Regions from separate parts of the Zea mays genome. Here region 1 is linked to region 2. The links are chromatin contacts, called in public Hi-C maps. All regions are on one chromosome and are shown on one strand. The core of a region is the stretch at or near the end of the contact, and the rest is flanking DNA. Distances in the headings are between cores, read along the strand shown.

Region 1 (5,872 bases), core at 1,128-3,627, 460 kb before region 2:
GCTCACAACATATTTTGAGGAGAATAGGCTGCACGAGGAGGCTCGGAACATCTTATACCGTGACTTCCCTGAGTGGTACACTAGGCAGCAGGGCAATGTGTGGCAAAGGAGGAAACGAAATACGGGTGGAAAGGTTGGTAGAATAGTCTCTGCTCTACCAGCTGAGGCCATGTTCGGTTCTACCCCAATCCATATGGATTGAGGGGGATTGAGGGGGATTCAATCCCTAGTAAGTCAAAATCCCCTTCAATCCATATCAATCCCCTCCAATCCATATGGATTGAAAATAACCGAACAAGCCCTGAGGGGGAGCGCTTCTATCTTTAGCTTCTCCTAAACCATATGACTAGTGCTACCTCCTTTGCAGATTTAAGGACAGTAGATGGTGACATACTACCATCTTTTCGTGAGGCAGCACAAAGAAGGGGACTACTTGAAGCAAACGACACAATAGATGAGTGTCTCAACAAAGCTTCTCTTTACCAAATGCCATCAGCGCTACGAAGGTTGTTTGCAACAATTCTGGTTTACTGCGAGCCGAACAATGTGGCAGAATTATGGCAGAGACACCTTGACGCAATGTCAGAGGACTATCACCATAGTACTCAAAGCAAAACCCATGTGCAACAGATGGTCTTGATTTACATTAGAAATATGTTGCAGTCAATGGGGAAAGACATAAAGACATTCCCCTCCCTGCTATCATCGATAGATATGACAATTTACATGGTACTTGTCGGGGACCGTAATTAGGGGTACCCCCATGTAAGGCCCAAAATTTGTATAAAAAAATAAAACAAAGAAATAAGAATATCTATGATAGAGATTTTAGAATTTTTGAAGCCTTTGGAATTTAGTAGGCAAGTCCTGATCATAATCAATTAAAAATATTAAATTAACCACATGAAAGAGTGGGCATCTCATACATATGAATTGGTGGTAATACATTTTATTACCATAAGGAATCCTAAGTTAAACTTGACCTCAAATTACAAATGAAAATATAAAATAGACAATGAGAAAGAAAACAATTTATGAAACCATATATTCCTCCCACAAATAAATAACAAGGAAAATAACAAATAATAAAATTGAACATAGTAGAGGTTATATTCTCAGTAGTATTAATTTCGACACGTGGGAAATTTGAAATTTGAATTGGGAGTTTTGAATTTAAATTGAATCTGAAACGAGAACCTTGAAATAGAAGAGAAAAATAAAAAGGAAAACACACTCTCGGACCCGAACCTCCCTTTGGCCCAGCTACCTCCGCGGCCCATTTACTATTTTTTTTTCTTTTTTCTTCTTCCTCCTTACCCCACGCTGGCTTGTCTGCTCACGTTTCCTCTGCTGGCCGCCTGGACATCGGAGGGAGGCACGGACGGACGGAGGGACTCCGCACCGCAGGCAGCTAGCGCTCGAAGGATGGATATGGATCCACAGGCACAGCTCCCGCGCTCGCTCAACACGGTGCCGCCCCGCAAACACGTCTCGCCTGGTCACCGAACAGCTGGCCCGCTCGGTCTGCAGTCACCTTCGTCTGTTCTTCGCAATGGCGGCTCGCGCACGCGGCGAAGCCCCGTATCGAATCCCGTGAATTCCGCTGCGACCGTTGCGACAGGGCAACAACCCCGCGGACTCCGCCTCGTCTGATGGACTTCTCCCCCGTGCAGCTCACCATGGTCGTTGGGGGATCTCCATACCCGCCGCGCAGAATTCGCCGAGGAATTCGGCCATACCGTTGCCTCGGCCATTGCTGTATATATAGAACCCTTGGGCCGTCTCGACCGATTGACTCGTTCCCTAGCACCACCCATAAGCCATCGGAGAGGAGAGTCTGGTGGACGGATTGCGGGGCGCGGTGGGCGGAAGTCTGACGCCAGTGGAAAGCACCGCCGTTTGAGGGTCGTCGTCGGTCGGGGAGCTTCGCTTCGGCTCGGTGATAGCTTCCGCGGCATCGACGTCGGGTTAGGTGCGTCCGGTGCCAACGAATTTTACACCGGATCACCGTCGTCCGCCCGTGAACCTGGGAGCTCGGCGTTGGGATTTCGTGCCTCTATAAATCACGGTATGGCCCCACCCTTTGCTCCATAATTGTTTCGGTTTCAATTAGGGCCGAATGCGTTTAGGAATTGTACCTTGGTCGTCGGGGCGTGAGTTCCGGTCATGGCGCTCCGCCGCGTCCGGGGTACAGTAGCTGTCGTGCGATGATTCAGGTGGGGAGGATGAGCTCCTGCCGTTCGATCCACATCATGCGGCTGCAGATTGATTAGAAGACAACCAGTAATCGCTGATGCGAGATCGAGCGGTAGAGAGAAGAAGCGCCGGTTGTCGTTGGATGAGAAGTGAACGGAGCCGATTAGAAGTTCAAATGCATTGGCGGTCTTTGGATCTGACCGTCGAATTGCGGATCGATGGTCTGAATTAGATTGGCGCATACCCCCTTGGCCACGGCTAAATTATAAAAGAACCCCTGCATTTTTCTTAAGTCAACCCGCAGTCCACATCCAGTGAAGAAACATCACGATTAAGTCCTAAAATTTATAGATTAGACCCTGATCTTCTGAAGAATAGTGTCCCCAGTCCAGTCAGCAAATAAAAGGGAATAAATCAATATAGGAAATAGGTTTTTGGTATTAAATTAATGTTAGAAACTTGTTTAATTCATATTAAATTCATTTTAACTTCTTTTTGGTATATTCCAGTTGCAATAATTTTGTGCTAATATTGTCTATCAACTAGGAACACTGTTTAGCCATGAAACATGAATTAAAATTGTTCATCTGAATTAATATATACCATGTACTTAATAACTCCAGAAATTCATAACTCAATAACTGTAACTCAGTTTTGACCCATTCTAGTTGCATTAGTCTCACAATAATATTTATTATCATCTTATAACTTTGTTTAGTCATGAAATATAGATTAAAATGTTGCACTTAGTCTATGTTATATTTAACCACGTTGATCTTCGGAAAACCATAACTTCATAACTGTAGCTCCGAATTTAGTGGTTCTTATTTCTATGATCTTGTTACGCAGCGTAAATTATTATTATGTGGTTTATTATTATGTTTGGTGTGATGTTAATTTTGCCTATACCATGCTTGTTTGTATTGCTACGACTAGCGCGAGGTTACGAGTCACCTGAAGATCATCCTGGTACCTGGAATCTCAAGTCCCAGGCAAGTTGTGCCCTTGATCACTTCTTTTACCCACTCATGTTCTAATTAATCATAATGATCTGCATAAGTTAATTTTGAAGGGACCTAATAGGTTCCCTAGTTTGTCTATCTTTATGCCTTGTTTACCACTGAACTTTTTGGGTAGTACTTGCTAGTGCTATATGTGGTTTTGGGCATTGAGATACACATTATTCATGATTATACTTTTGTTATCTGTTGTTATTTACTGTTCATGTCAAGATCATTAATGTTAATTGGAACATAGAGCTTAACTTGAGAAACACGTGCCACCACAAGGGTTTATGGACGCCCTTGGCTGATTAATTAGGAAAGCTAGTGGAGGATTACCTTACCCGAAAGGGGCAAGGGCAGTAGGGGAGTGGTCAGTGTAGGGAGGTCCTTGGTTGATTTTGCTGCGATGGCGGTCAGGCAAGAACCCTGCATTGGAGCTTCCTATAAACTGTAGCGGGTTTTCTGAAGCTAGTGGAACTTTGTAAAGGCCTCGTAGTGTTACCCTGCCTCGCCTCCTCGGTAGAGGTGTATGGGAAGTCGCGATCCCTTGGCAGATGGGTAACATGACTTGTGGGTAAAGGGTACCACCTCTGTAGAGTGTAAAACTGGTATACTAGCCGAGCTCACGGTCATGAGCAGCTCAGGACTCTCTGATGATTAAATTATGGAACTTAAATTCAATTTGTCATATGCATTGCATTGCGGGTGATGTTGTTACTTTGTTCTACTAATTAATTGGGTCGGTATTTACTTATACTTAGTAACTGCTAATAAAATTTTATCCAACTTTAAAAGCAATGCTCAGCTCTAACCATCCTCTTTGGTAAGCCTTACACTTCACGTGAGCTCCCACCTTTGGCGAGTTCATGCACATTATTCCCCACAACTTGTTGAGCGATGAACGTATGTGAGCTCACTCTTGCTGTCTCACACCCCCCACAGGTCAAGAATAGGTACCGCAGGATGAGGCGCATGGAGGATGCTGCGATGAGTTCGTGAGAGATCTAGGCCGTCGTCTCCCAGTCAACTTTGAGTTGCTAGACCGTTGTCTCCTTATAATGTAAATATTTATTTTGTATAGAACTCCTGTTATATAGTAAAATGTGACATTCGATCCTGTGCCATGATTCATCATATGTGTGAGACTTGGTCTCAGCACACCTGGTGATTATGTTCGCGCCCGGGTCTTGGTGCCCTAAAACCCGGGTGTGACACCCCAATGCTCCTTAACCTGGCCGGAAAACATCTTCAGAACAAACCGCAAAGACTGATAAGCACGGTTCAAGTCGGGAACAGTAGTACCGGACGGATTAACGCCTCGCCTGAGGGCCTCCTCAGGCAGTGGGCGCACCCTCGCTCGCCCGAAGCCAAGTGCGGGCAAACTTTGTCGTGTAGCGACCTCGCCCAAATCGCCTCACCAACCGACCGTATCGCATGCGCATTTAATGCGGGGATCGCCTGACACCTTATCCTGACACGCGCGCCTCAGTCGGCAAGGTCGAAGTGACCGCAGTCACTTCGCCCCTTTACTGATCGTTCTGACAGGAAAACAACACTATTCACCCTGTTCCGACTACTGTGCCAACCACCAGGGTAAAACTAAGTCACGATCTCCCCCGAGTTCAGCCTCGAGCGCAACAGGGAGCTCTGCCTCGCCCGACCTCAGGCCTCGGCCTCAGCCTCGGCCTCGGGAGAAGGTCTCCGCCTCGCCCGACCCCAGGCCTCGACCTCAGCCTCGGCCTCGGGAGGAGTCACATCCTCGCCCGACCTCGGCCTCGGCCTCAGGAGAAGTCTCCGCCTCGCCCGACCTCAGGCTCGGACCGAACACGCCACAGGGGATACATCATTACCCTACCCCTAGCTAGCTGCCTCAGGCTACGAAGGAACAAGACCGGTGTCCCATCTAGATTACTTCGGTAATAGGTAATGATGGTTCCCCGCGTGCGTCCATGACGTCGGCAAAGAAACATCAGCAGGGTCCATGCCGCACCGCCAGCTGCGCTTCTACAGGGCTCAAGCACTCCCCCGACGGCCACGTTAGCACGTACACAGGGCTCAGACACTTCTCCGCCGGCCACGATAGCACATAGCTACACCCCCATTGTACAGCTGGGCCATCTCCTTGTATCTATAAAAGGGGATGTCCAGGGCCTTCCTAAAGGGGGGACGGACGGACGAACACACGCAAGCAGGGAAGAGAGGGCGGACGCGAAGGAGGCTAACTCAGACGGCTCGCTCCAAGGCCAAACCCTCTCTCTCTCTCTCGCGACGCTTGTAACCCCTACTACGAGCACCCCGGTGCAAGATAACATAAGCTTCATCCCCCGTCTTGTGTTCCATCTTGCATCAACCCATCTGGGCAGGGACACGCAGCGACAAATTCACTGGTCGGTCGAGGGTCCTCGCGGGTCTGAAACGCTGACAGTTGGCGCGCCAGGTAGGGGTCCTGCTGCGTGTTGACAAATACTTTCCCGTTGAGTTCCAGATGGATAGTCTTCAGCAGCCTCTTCGGCCCGGGACGGTGCTCCGCTTCGGGAGTCTCGAGTTCATGTCCCACGACGGCGGCTACGACATGGTACTCCTCCCCTCGCAGCATGACAACAACGACGGTCGCCGGCTCGCCCGACGGAGGCGAACTCGACGACGACTTCCCCCCGTGGCGGAAGAGGAAC
Region 2 (5,218 bases), core at 1,856-4,355:
GTCGAGTGATTTTTCTAGCATTCGCGTGAGGCTAGGAATTTAGTTGTATTCATTTCGACAATATAGATTATGATTGTATGTGGACTCGGATCCCTAGGGGATGCCATGTCTATGAAACATGATTGGAATAAGGTTAACGTGCGGATACCTATGTCAAGCATTTGAAAAGTACTAAGAACATGCCGAGAAATACGATAAATCGGTAAACCTAGTACCTGAGTGAACCTACACGCGGATGGCTCCCTCATGTGTTCTGAGAATTGGTCTCCCATTTCGGATATGGTGGGTACAACGTCAGTCACTGCAGGGCGGAGTCTGGGACAATGGGGCATTGTATCCAAGGAGTGAGCTTCAATTTGTTGCCAGAGAATCGATGGGGATGGTTGATATGTGCGGGAACAGAGTGCCCTGCATTTCGTGTTTAGGTTTACATTGCATGGTTAAAAACTCGATTCGAATCGTCTGCTTCTTGTAGATAATGAGATTGCTTGATCCATTGTACTGCATTGAATAATAAGTGGAAATGAGGTTACTTAATGATTGTTACCATGTGCGGATAGTTAGGCGCTCATCTAGTATAGAATATTGTTCTAGAAATTGAAAAGCTAAAAATTGACTTAGACTTAGCTAGTGCTTTTGCCAAACCAAACCTCTCATCCGAATAGCTTCATGGTCTAGAGGTAGAGGAGTAGACTCATCACATCGAGTAAGTCTAGCTGAGTATTAGTATACTCAGCCTTGCTTGCGGCACTAAAATTTTTAGGTATCTTACAAAATATGGTTGATGGTGTGATTTGGCCTTCCACCCTACCATTAGGTTGGATGGTCGAGTGGGATGTTGCCTCTACGGGAGAGGATCATGATGAGTGACTTGGCTAGGCGTCGTCATGTTACTTAGTATCTTCGTTAGTTTATTTCCGCTGCACTAAGAAATATGGTTTACTATTTTAAAACTCCCATGCTGTAATAACACTTAAGTACTTCTTTAAATTTGTGGTATTATGCTTTAATGTATTTCTCTCTGCCTCACCTTCGAGTGAGCAATTGGTATTTCGATGTGGTGAAAGTGGTTTTATCGGACTAGATCCAACAGAGTGACAGTTTATTCCGAAGTGTGTTATTGCCTCCAAGGCGAGACTTAGGCATTTAAGCTGGAATAATCTGGCCAGTTCCGCCACAGCTGGTATCAGGGCAAATTACCATTTCGGAGAAGTCAATAACACATAATTACCAATCTTTTCAAAAATAAAATTTGCTTAGAAACCAAATGTTGGTTAGATTGTCGGGACGATAAAGATAGACCTAGGACGTGAAGCCTTAAAAGTATAGGTTGGTAGCTAGGTGGCTATTTAAGTATGCCACACATGCTATTACTATAATAGGCGGGATACTTTAATAGCATCTCTATATTTGATGAGAGGACGCCTAGGCCATCATACATGCATCATAAAAATAGTATCATAAAAACTTGCAAAAAAAGAAAGTCACCTTACTCCGTATTAAGGATGGATCCGGATATTTATTCGGATGCTATTTTTTTTGTCTTCTTTCTTCGATTGTGAACAACTAACATATATAATTTGCTATGTAAATTTATATTCTTGTTTTTAACATTGAGATTATTAATCTTCACAAAAAATAAACATTAAATTCATTCTATATCTTTTTAAATAATTCATATAAAATTCGGATGTCTATCCGAATACGGATTCGGATGTTTTTTTACCTTTTTTGTTGTAAGGAGAAAATAATGTACATAAAAAATATAAAAAAATTTATTTAAATACTTTATAATATTCTTAATAACATTGCCGAAAATTAACTTTAAATTCTATGTATATCTATGCTAAAATATTAGATTTGTGATACAATTCGGATGTGTTAGGAACATCTCTACTCCGTATAAAACTTGTCTAGACCATGGTCAGGAACATAGGATACATAATTAAGGAAGGTCTTAATTAAGTTGGGAAAAGTTAAAACCTTAGAATATTTTCTAGCCTTATACCTCTTAACATCTTTTTCTTCCAGTTTTTCCGAAACACTTGTTTAAGTATAAGTATGTCCACCGTAACCAAGACCACTTAAACCACATTGCTTAACAAGGGCACAAAACTTATTAATACAAAATAAGCAAGAGTTCCATCCCTACTTTTCATTTAGATGCATAATAATGTTAAGACCCTCTATACACAATGTCTGTTTGGTTGAAAACCTTGCATGTTAAATAATATTGCCTAGAATTTACCTAGAAATTAAATCCAATCAATTTGATTAGAGGTATGTACCGAAGAAAAACCTAAACTCTAAGCTCTACCAAATGAGCCCTAAGGGTTCGTTTGATACAACTCCGCTTTATGATTCTCTAGCTCCAGTAGTTGGTTATTCGATAGAGTGATTCTGAATGATTCTCTACGAGAAGTGAATTTATCCGACGAAAAAAATGTTTGGCAAATAGTGTGTGAAGTGATTCCTAAGGGGTGGAGAGTGGAGCACGTTGGGAGCGGCAGAAGTAGATTTTTTTAGATGGATGGGAGTAATTATCGCTGAGAGTGGAGCTGTTAGAGCTCTACCAAACACACCTAACATATCTATCGACGGTTCATATGAGGCAAAGACCTATGGAGAGGGGCTATGGAGAGGGGCTACATGCATGAATCATGATGTGTTTAGATCTAGTCACTAAATTTTAACTCCGTCACATATATTTCAATACTAATTAGAAGTAATAAATATAGTCTAATTATAAAACTAGTTACACATAAATGAATAAACAACAAAACACACTTATTATAATCAATTAGTTCATAATTCACCCATGTGATGGTATGATAAACATTTGCTAATAATGAATTAATTAGACTTGATAAATTCGTGTTACTGTCGTTTAGTCTGTGTAATTAAAATTTTTAAATAATATTATATTTAATAATTTGTATTCAAAACCCAATGTGACAAACTTGTCACGGAAACTGAACACCCCTACATCTCCTACAGTAAAATGATTATTAATTGAGTTGTAGTAATCTTAAAATGATCATTAACTGAGTTGCAGTAATAAGTTTCTGATATGAAAATCAGGCATTCAGGCGCGCAGTTGCAGAGTTGCTGCATGGTTGAACACGTGAGAAGGCCCCTCATGGCTCCGATGATGACCTGTAATGGACATCAAAAGACTGTTTAGCTTGGGTGCCTACTGCCTACAAGTAAAACGAGGCGAACCTGCAAAACCCGTAGCTGACGCATAGGGAGGGGAGGAACATTAGCCTGGACCCTGGAAAGAGCAAGCAAGTCGGCGACGGGCAACCCGTTTCGGCGGCGGCGCTAGGGCGCGGACCCCCAGCAAGTAGCCACCGCAGGCAAGCTCCTCCTCCCGCCCGCCCATTGGAATGCGGAGAGATCCACCCGGGAGTGGGTGGATTGGTTTCTTCCTCTGTTGGTAAGTGATTCCTGGCCGGGCTTTGCTTGGACGGATTCCGTCCTAGGAGCTTTTGTTTCTTTGTCGCCAGGCGAACTGAATCTTGCTTCTTCCCCACACGTTGTGCTGTGGATAAGCCTGCTGCTTGGTGTCTATCCGTTCAGGACCTGGTGAGGTTCTTCTTCCTCTCCTCCGGTGCGCAAGAATGAAATTAGGTTCCACAATGGCACATTGGTGTCTCATTCGTCCCCAATCTGAAGTTCATTTTCTAACAATTTTTCCGGGTTCAGTTTTTTTACTCAATTCTCGAGGGTTTATAGTCAGAAATCTTAGGGGACGTTATTGGCGTTTGAGTTTTGCTATTGCGGTAGATTAATATTGGATCCTAGAGTGTGGTTGAGTGAAGTGTGTAATTCTTTCTTTTTCCCTTTTTAAGGGTTTCTTGAATTGTGAGGTTAGTAGTTCATTTAGATCATCTCACTGTTTGATCCACCAGATGCGGCTAATGGTGTTTGTGTATTGCGAAATGATGAGCTTGAATGTGAGCTTTTCCAGTGGTGTGGTGTTGGTCTGGTTTGTTTTCCCGACACATTTTTTGGAGACATGCCTCTGGGTTGCTGTTTTCTCTTGATGGGGTGGAACTTTTCGTCCAGAATGTGATGAATTGGGCTTTGGAGTGCAACAATTATACGATACACTTCAAGTTTTGAGGGTCCTTTCGGGGGCCTTTTTTTATGTTCATCCTGTCTGTTTGCTTTCTAGGAAGGTAGTACCTATGTCAGCATGAGGTATTGGGTAATTTTGTGTGGTGGTGAGATCGCTTGGTTACTTTGGGCAATGCATGGTTCACAACTTAAGAGTTCTTTTATTACTTTCCATTTCTTGCCCTCTGTTCGCTGTGTCAGCAACTCTCTTCGTATATTTGACAAGGATATGTGTCGAATGCCTTTTGAATTTTGGAGCATTTTATGTTTGTGTTCTTTAATCTTTACTAACAAAAGCCTATTTGCAGATACTTCAAATGGACTATTATGGACTCAGCTTGGTATCTGAAAAAGAACCAGCATAGCTACACTCCCTTTGCAAGACTAATAGACTCTAAAGATGCCTCCCTCACCATCACCTAGGAGATCTCTGAAAGAAGTTTGCCACGCAAGGGGGCATAGTTTTGTCAGTATTCTGCCTGCTAAATCGAAGGATGATGAACTCACGTTGTTCAAGGATATGCAGAAATATGAGAGGGATAACTTCTTACTGGAAGCAACAGAGGATTTTGATGAATCCATCTGTAAGGCTCATAAATATTATCGCTGTAATCTGTCCCCGTTCTTGTAACATTGTACTTCCTAGTGTGAACTTTGTGATTTAACTCATATTTTTCTCTCGAACACTTAACTGATATGTACTGTCTGTTCTTTATTTCTGGGCCTTTTTATCAGCAAAGTTGAGATATTTTCGAGATTCAAAGATTGGTGTCAACATTGCTGCACGCGGAGAAAATCGTGATTTACTTAATACTGATGGTGAAAGAAATGACTATGATTGGTATGCACACTTAATAGTACATGTTTCTTTGTTTTGCTCCATGCTTAATAGGCACATTACTTCCTTTTAGTTTCAACACATAAAATATCTTTTAGAAGTTTAAGATATAAATGATAAGTGACTATAGTTTGTGGAGCAATGTGAGGGATGTCATATCTATTGCTTATGTTTAGTACAAATTGACTCTCTAATACGATTTTCAGTAGTTAAGTAGCGACTTACAAATTGTTCATTATGTGGTGTTGCTTACTAGCG

Evidence for each region. A called contact is a pair of places that touch in the nucleus more often than the background predicts.
Region 1: a Hi-C map of ear shows a contact between it and region 2, with 2.2 times the contacts expected there. The contact joins the enhancer-like site here to the promoter of LOC103650437 in region 2. A contact is called at or near these places in 2 of 25 Hi-C or Micro-C datasets (ear and tassel).

What each region holds. Positions count from the first base shown.
Region 1 is chr3:100,725,781-100,731,652 of Zm-B73-REFERENCE-NAM-5.0, reverse strand. No RefSeq gene overlaps it. Among protein-coding and RNA genes, the nearest start is that of LOC100193217, 31 kb to the left of the region's middle. Within about 2 kb of position 2,377, at least 19 of the 20 cell types and tissues checked have an H3K27ac peak or open chromatin away from gene starts, as enhancers often do. A contact at or near this core is called in ear and tassel, where this site is marked.
Region 2 is chr3:100,262,857-100,268,074 of Zm-B73-REFERENCE-NAM-5.0, reverse strand. LOC103650437 reads left to right here and starts at 3,105. Exons shown (of 8, transcript XM_008676007.4): 1 at 3,105-3,439; 2 at 3,583-3,588; 3 at 4,431-4,706; 4 at 4,858-4,963. The coding sequence starts at 4,523.